Regions from separate parts of the Ovis aries genome. Here region 2 is linked to region 1. The links are chromatin contacts, called in public Hi-C maps. All regions are on one chromosome and are shown on one strand. Each heading gives the region's core, a stretch centred on a gene start, on an enhancer-like site or on the middle of the called end of the contact. The rest is flanking DNA. Distances are from core to core; before and after follow the strand shown.

What was found. Hi-C and Micro-C count contacts between places; a contact is called where the count stands out from the background.
Region 2: a contact with region 1 is called in a Hi-C map of hypothalamus, with 2.2 times the contacts expected there. The contact joins two enhancer-like sites. A contact is called at or near these places in 4 of 16 Hi-C or Micro-C datasets (hypothalamus, mixed tissues, skin fibroblasts and 1 more).

Annotation. Positions count from the first base shown.
Region 1 is chr24:17,670,308-17,673,467 of ARS-UI_Ramb_v3.0, reverse strand. It overlaps VPS35L (VPS35 endosomal protein sorting factor like), which reads right to left. Exons shown (of 31, transcript XM_060405752.1): 9 at 1,066-1,125. Among named protein-coding and RNA genes, the nearest start is that of VPS35L, 43 kb to the right of the region's middle. Within about 2 kb of position 1,772, at least 4 of the 54 cell types and tissues checked have an H3K27ac peak or open chromatin away from gene starts, as enhancers often do. A contact at or near this core is called in hypothalamus, where this site is marked.
Region 2 is chr24:17,770,761-17,773,741 of ARS-UI_Ramb_v3.0, reverse strand. KNOP1 (lysine rich nucleolar protein 1) reads left to right here. Exons shown (of 5, transcript XM_027961691.2): 5 at 1-2,882. Among named protein-coding and RNA genes, the nearest start is that of IQCK, 16 kb to the left of the region's middle. Within about 2 kb of position 1,306, at least 14 of the 54 cell types and tissues checked have an H3K27ac peak or open chromatin away from gene starts, as enhancers often do. A contact at or near this core is called in hypothalamus, where this site is marked.

The sequences.
Region 1 (3,160 bases), core at 523-3,022:
TAATGGATGCTGCAGGTCCAGCACTCAGAGCCAGGCTCTCATTTGCTGGTGGCAGGACTGCACCAAGTTCCTAGCTCTTTCCCACTGGGTGGGGCCCCCCTAAAATGAGACGAGGTGATTCCAAAGAGCTTTTCTAGCCCTAAAGGTCTGTAGAGTTCTGTCTTGCTTTCTGAGAAATGTGCATATTAACTAGTTTTAACAACGTGGATGATGGAAGGACGGAAAAGAAGGAAACAGAAAGAGAAGAGAGAAAAAAAAGAGACGATGAACGAAACAGCAAAAGCGAAAGAGACACAGAGAGAGAAAGACAAAAAAGAAAAGGAAAACCAGACAGACAAGACAAGACCGATTAACAGACAAAAAGAAAAGTCAAATTGCAGGTCTGTCTGATGCCATCGCTTCATCCTCCAGGGAAGCAGGAGCAGGACGAGGTGGGATGGCAGTGAAGACAGCCTGTTGTTCTAACTCGAGCAGATAAGCACGCTTCCTCCCGGCAGTGCTAGAACTCAGGAGGAGGAGTGAGACAGAATGGATGCCGTTGCTGCGAGTTCCATGCTAGCCTCATCGTCATCTTTCATTTATGTGACAAAATGAATTTGTGATCTCATTGTCCCAGTATAACCTCCTGAGCGTTCAAAATTGAGCCGCAATAAATTTAATGCAAATATCACTTGGGCATATACTGTAGATGCAAAGTATCTGTTATTTTTGATTTATCTGACATTGTTCTTTAATATAAAATTAGCTCTATAAAGCAATTTGCTTCTTAGGAAAGATATATAGGAAAAATATTAAAATGTCAAGCAGCAGAGAAATTTAAGTTGGTATAAAAGTTCAGTTGAATCTAATCATAGGACCTTTCCATTCTTGCAGATTCAAATTACTTGCTCAAATCCCTAGCTGGGCTGCTTTTCAAAGACTGAGATGATCAAAAAACTGTAACAGTGTTTCTTTAACTTTTAACACACAAAAAATTTCAGGTCTCAATAAATCCTGACTTGATATAAACCTTCTAACCCCGACTTGAGGGCAGAATGAAACCCGTTGGAACAGCTATGACATTACCTGGTAAGACACTGCGGTTATCCACACACATGGAAAAGATGCGCTCGTAAACCAGCTTCCCTGGGGAGAAAAGGACATATGGCGTCAGCATCATGCCCTTCAGGTGCAAACACTAAATTAACATTTCTTAATTAGGGACAGAGATGGTGCCAGCGCCAGGATGAGCTTCAACTTGTGAGAGTATGCTGCCACCTAGTGGACCCAATGTTTAAGCCATGATTCTTCTCGATTTTAATTAAAACAGGGAACTTCACTTTCTGTGAAGAGGCAGAAAAGTGATCCTTCACTTATGCCAGGCAAAGTAAGTCAGACAGAGAAAGGCAAATACTGTCTTTCACTTATATGATTTCACTTATATGTGAAATCTAAAAGCAAACCAACAAACAACAAATAACAGAGAGTAACAGATACAAAGAACAAACAGGTGGTTGCCAGGGAGGAGGGGAAGGAGAGAAACAATGAGGGAGATAAATGACTCATGCGTATGAAATGTAGTTATGGGAAATATAGACAATAATTACGTATTATCTTTATATCATGATAAATACTAATGACTTATTGTGGAGATCATTTTGAAATCACTGTGTTATATAACAGGAACTAACGCACGTCAGTTTTACTTCAAAAAGAAACAAGCAGAGCCTGGGATCTACAGGCTCTGTGGTGGGGTCAATGGCAACCTCCAAGAGGGCTTACGCCAAGGGGAACCTTCCAGGACTGCAGCGGCTAGTACCCGTTCCCAAGGTGAGCCACCTCCTCAAGGTCTCCACAAGAGACTCTCCAACACATCTGATAGGCTGAAAGTGTTAGCCACTTAGTTGTCCAACTCTTTGCAACCTCATGTACTGTAGCCCACCAGGCTCCTCTGTCCATGGAATTCTTCAGATGAGAATACTAGATTGGGTTGCCATTTCCTCCTCCAGGGGATCTCCCCAACCCAGGGAATGAGTCTCCCGAATCTTCTGCACTGCAGGCAGATTCTTTACCACTAAACCACCAGGGAAGCCCCTGAGGCACTTGAAAATATGCTTGTGTGGAATCTGTCCTCAGAGGTTCTAATGTAAATGGTCTGGGGCACAGCTTGGCCACTGAAAGTGTTCTTAAAGCTCTCCAGGTATGTAACTGAAGACGAGAACCACAGCTCCAAACCATGGATTCAATTTAGAAGTTCCTAAGAAGCCTCAGGGACCGAGCCCCAGTTCTCAAAGCTACCTGCCTTTGACCTCCTGGCAGAAAGCATTTGGTTACCTGCAGTCACAGGCTCTCCAAGGCAGCCACATCTGATGCCGAGAGAGGCCTCCTGAGATGGGCACAGAACTCCGAGCACTGGGACTGCATGTGCACAGCACAGCAGGCCACGCTGGGCAGCCGTGTGACTTCTCACACCTCCTCAGGTGTGTGGACCCAACTTCAGAGAACCCAATGCCTTTACTCCACAAAAAGCTTACCATCTCTCCAAAACCGGCCTTCTTTTTTTTTTTTTTAAAAAAAGACATTTTTGTATTTCACCTTCATATTCTAAGGGGCCTTTAACTACTAAACCATTTTCAGCCAAAAGAGCTGGGTGAACATTTGTTTTCCTTTGTTAACTTCAGTTTAGTTCAATCACTCAGTCGTGTCCAGCTCTTTGTGACCCCATGAACCACAGCACACCAGGCCTCCCTGTCCATCATCAACTCCCAGAGTTTACCCAAACTCATGTCCATTGAGTCGGTAATGCCATCCAACCATCTTATCCTCTGTCATCCCCTTCTCCTCCTGCCCTCAATCTTTCCCAGCATCAAGGGTCTTTTCAATTGAGTCAACTCTTCGCATCAGGTGGCCAAAGTATTGGAGCTTCAGCTTCAGCATCATTAAGTTAGTGGACAACTATTTTGAGAAATAACACCTGATCCTAGATTCCTTTCCTTTCTTGATTCACTTTCTTATAAACCAAAGACACTGAAATACAAGAGATCAGTGACAACAGTTAACATTTTCTGAGCACCTTACTTTGACACTGACCCTGCCAGTTCCTAGAAGGGGACAGACATCATGTGCCTCCTGCACATTCTCCCAATTAAAATTCTCCCCAGAAGTTCCCAGAGGCAAGGTC
Region 2 (2,981 bases), core at 57-2,556, 100 kb before region 1:
CCTCCACATGCACGAATGGCACGTTCATTCCCAGGGACGTGTTTATTGGATTCTTTCCAACCACAAGGAAGAGAATCCTAAGTGACTTCCATAGAGGAGGTCGAATGTCAGGAGGCACAGAGATGGTGACAGGGCGCTGCCTCATCAGCCTGGGAACAGTGTTTCCAAAGCATTGATGCTGCAGCCAGCCTCACAAACTCCCGGTACCGCCCTCCCGAGTGACATGTGACTACCTTCTCTCCATTCACCTAACATTTTGCTTCCCAGAATATAAGTTCTGCATGGGCCTTTTTCACACCACTTGGCTTGAACTCCCCCGCCAGACATGCTATCTCAGGCAGGCCTGGGCGGCCAGGAAATTCAGTCTCACATGGAAGGGGGAGTCCTGTGTAGGGAGTTGATTCAGCTTCCCATGAAGGAAACAAACGCTTCCTCTCTGCTCTACCATCCTACCCTGGCTTCAGCTTGTTGGAAAGATGGCTGTAGCAATTCCATGCAGCAAATCAAGACACTGGACTATTCCAGAGGGAGAAGAGAAAGCTTCTTGTGGTTCAAGGAAACTTCCAGAAGCCATTTTGTCATAACTTGTTGCCCAGCATTGGGTGCCCAGCGTTGCCCGTCCATTCTTGAGCCAGCCTGGCATGTAGAGGGAAATTCTCAGGCCAGTCAGGGAGATAGGTTCAGATGCTGGCAAGGTGAGTGTGGGTCCATTACTGGCCCAGCGGGCAGAGTGGAGGCCAGTCTGCCTGGGCCCTGGCCAGCAACCATTGGCCAGGTCTAGAGTCCCACATACCTGTGATAGCCGTGATTCTGGTGGCCCTCCACGGATTCAGTCTTGAGATACATAACAGAAGAGGCCTACACGGTAAGGTTCTGCATTGAGTTAGCTCTTCAGGGCATGTCCTCTTCCGACGGGTGGTCTTGATTCACCCTATAGGAACTTGGCCCAGTGTGAAAGGACCAACCACGTCTCTGATCCCTGTGTCTTGCTGAGAGCTCACATCAGTTTGGGCCTGCAAGGCTGTCAGGAAGGACCGTGCTCACCCATGTACTGTGTGATTCTGGAGAGTGGATGAGCAGTTGTCCCCCACCTGTCCCCATCATGGTCCTTCTCGTTAGGGGTGTGATGGTCAGGCCATTCCCCTCTCGCCGTCCAGTGTGTAGTCTCTCTGTGATAGGATTTGACTTTCTAGCACACTGGCTGAAGAGTTCCACTTGGCTTGGGAAGGTTTATTAGTCTGTTCCTGAAGCAGGGTCTAAGCAGAGAAGGTTGGACAGCCAAGACGGCAGGATGCCAGGTGTCCTCAGATTGAACTTAGCCTTGTCTCGGCTGCTCTCGTAGGTGCAGACCATGCTGCTCTAGCGACGGCTCCAGCTCTGAGGTTAACTGGACCTCTCTGTCCTTTTGTAAACTGAACACTGTCTTGAGTCACCCCTCTCCACTTTGCCCCATGTCCTGGGTCCTCCTCAAGCTTTCTGCAAGGTGTTTTTTTGGTGTGATTTTCCATGTTCATTTGTTGATTCTGTGTAGCACACAGCCTCTCTCCACTGGAACAAAGCAGTTTTTGGATTTTTACTCAGAATCTGGGAGAGGTGGGTGGGGGTGTCTGGTATGTAAGCACAGCCAAGGTTTTAGTTGAATATATAACCACCCTGTTCTCAAGCACGTTGGCCTTTTCTCCCTTGGGGATTTCTCACAGACTGACCCTCCTCCTATGTATGGCAAGGGCCTTCCCTCCTTACAATTGCCTTTATCCAGCTGTTCCCCAAACCTCAGGATTCTTAACCACTTTATTCCTTGAGGTGGTTTCCTGCTGTTTCCCACTAAATTCCTCCCTGAGGCCACCCTTCTGCATCTAGATTGGCCCATCAAAAGTATTTGCCGGATTAGAGTTCTTCCCTTAAAAATTGTGTGTTTAGCTCTACAAACAGAACTGTTCAGGTTCTATGCATCCCCCCCCCCCCCCCCCCCCCCGCCCATCCCAGTCCTCATTGGAACCTGTTAATATGTTGTGATAAAACAGGAGTTGAAGGTAGCAGATGGAATTAAGGTTGCTAATCAGTAGTATGATTTGACTGGGTCTACCCAGATAATCCAGGATTAAAAGTATCAATAGAAGACAGAGACAGAAGACTCAAGAGATTTGTAAGAGACACTCAACAAGCTGTCACTAGTTTGAAGACAAAGGAACCCCATGCCAAGGCATGTGGGCGGCCTCTAGAAGCTGGGAAAGGCAAGAAAACCGATTCTCCCTATAGACTCCGGAAGAATGCAGCCCGGCCAACACCTTCATTTTGAAGGAAAGACCACTGGACTTCAGACCAGTAGAGCTGTAAGGTGATAAAACTGTGACATTTTAAACCCCTAAGTGTGGCAGTTTAAAGCAGCAATAAATTAATACAGGTCTCATGCAGGTTTTCATTTTTACCTTATTTCCTAAAAATTTTTTCTTCTGGTTCCATCATTCTTCACTATCGTAGACCTCACGCCATGTAGGCTGCAGTCTTCAGAGACTGGCTAATTTAGTTAACAGGCTGGGGAGCCCACATGAGAACACTGAAAATCTCAGCTTTCACCTGGGCCAGGGTGACGCGTGAATCAGAAGCTGCTTTGGTGTAACGTATCCCTGACCTAATGTGAAAGTCCAAGTTCAGGTTAATGGAAGAGCAATAGAAATTCAGGCTTGACTCGGGCTTGGGCACTGATGCCATCTGGTGTATATAGACTCAAAATAGAAGAAATGACTTAAAAGTGCATAATTTGAATTTGCCAATTGATTTTTCATTTGAACAGTATCATATGGTAAAAGTGGTATAGGAAACGATTTTAATGGAATAATCTTGTGTAATAAAGGCCACTTGGGAATATTTGAGCAATGCCACCATGCTTTCTCAATGTATTTTGTTCAGTACACTCTGCTTCAGTGGAGGCCATTTTCTCAGCAGAATTCTTGGGGTGGGGGTGGGGTGGGGTTCACTGT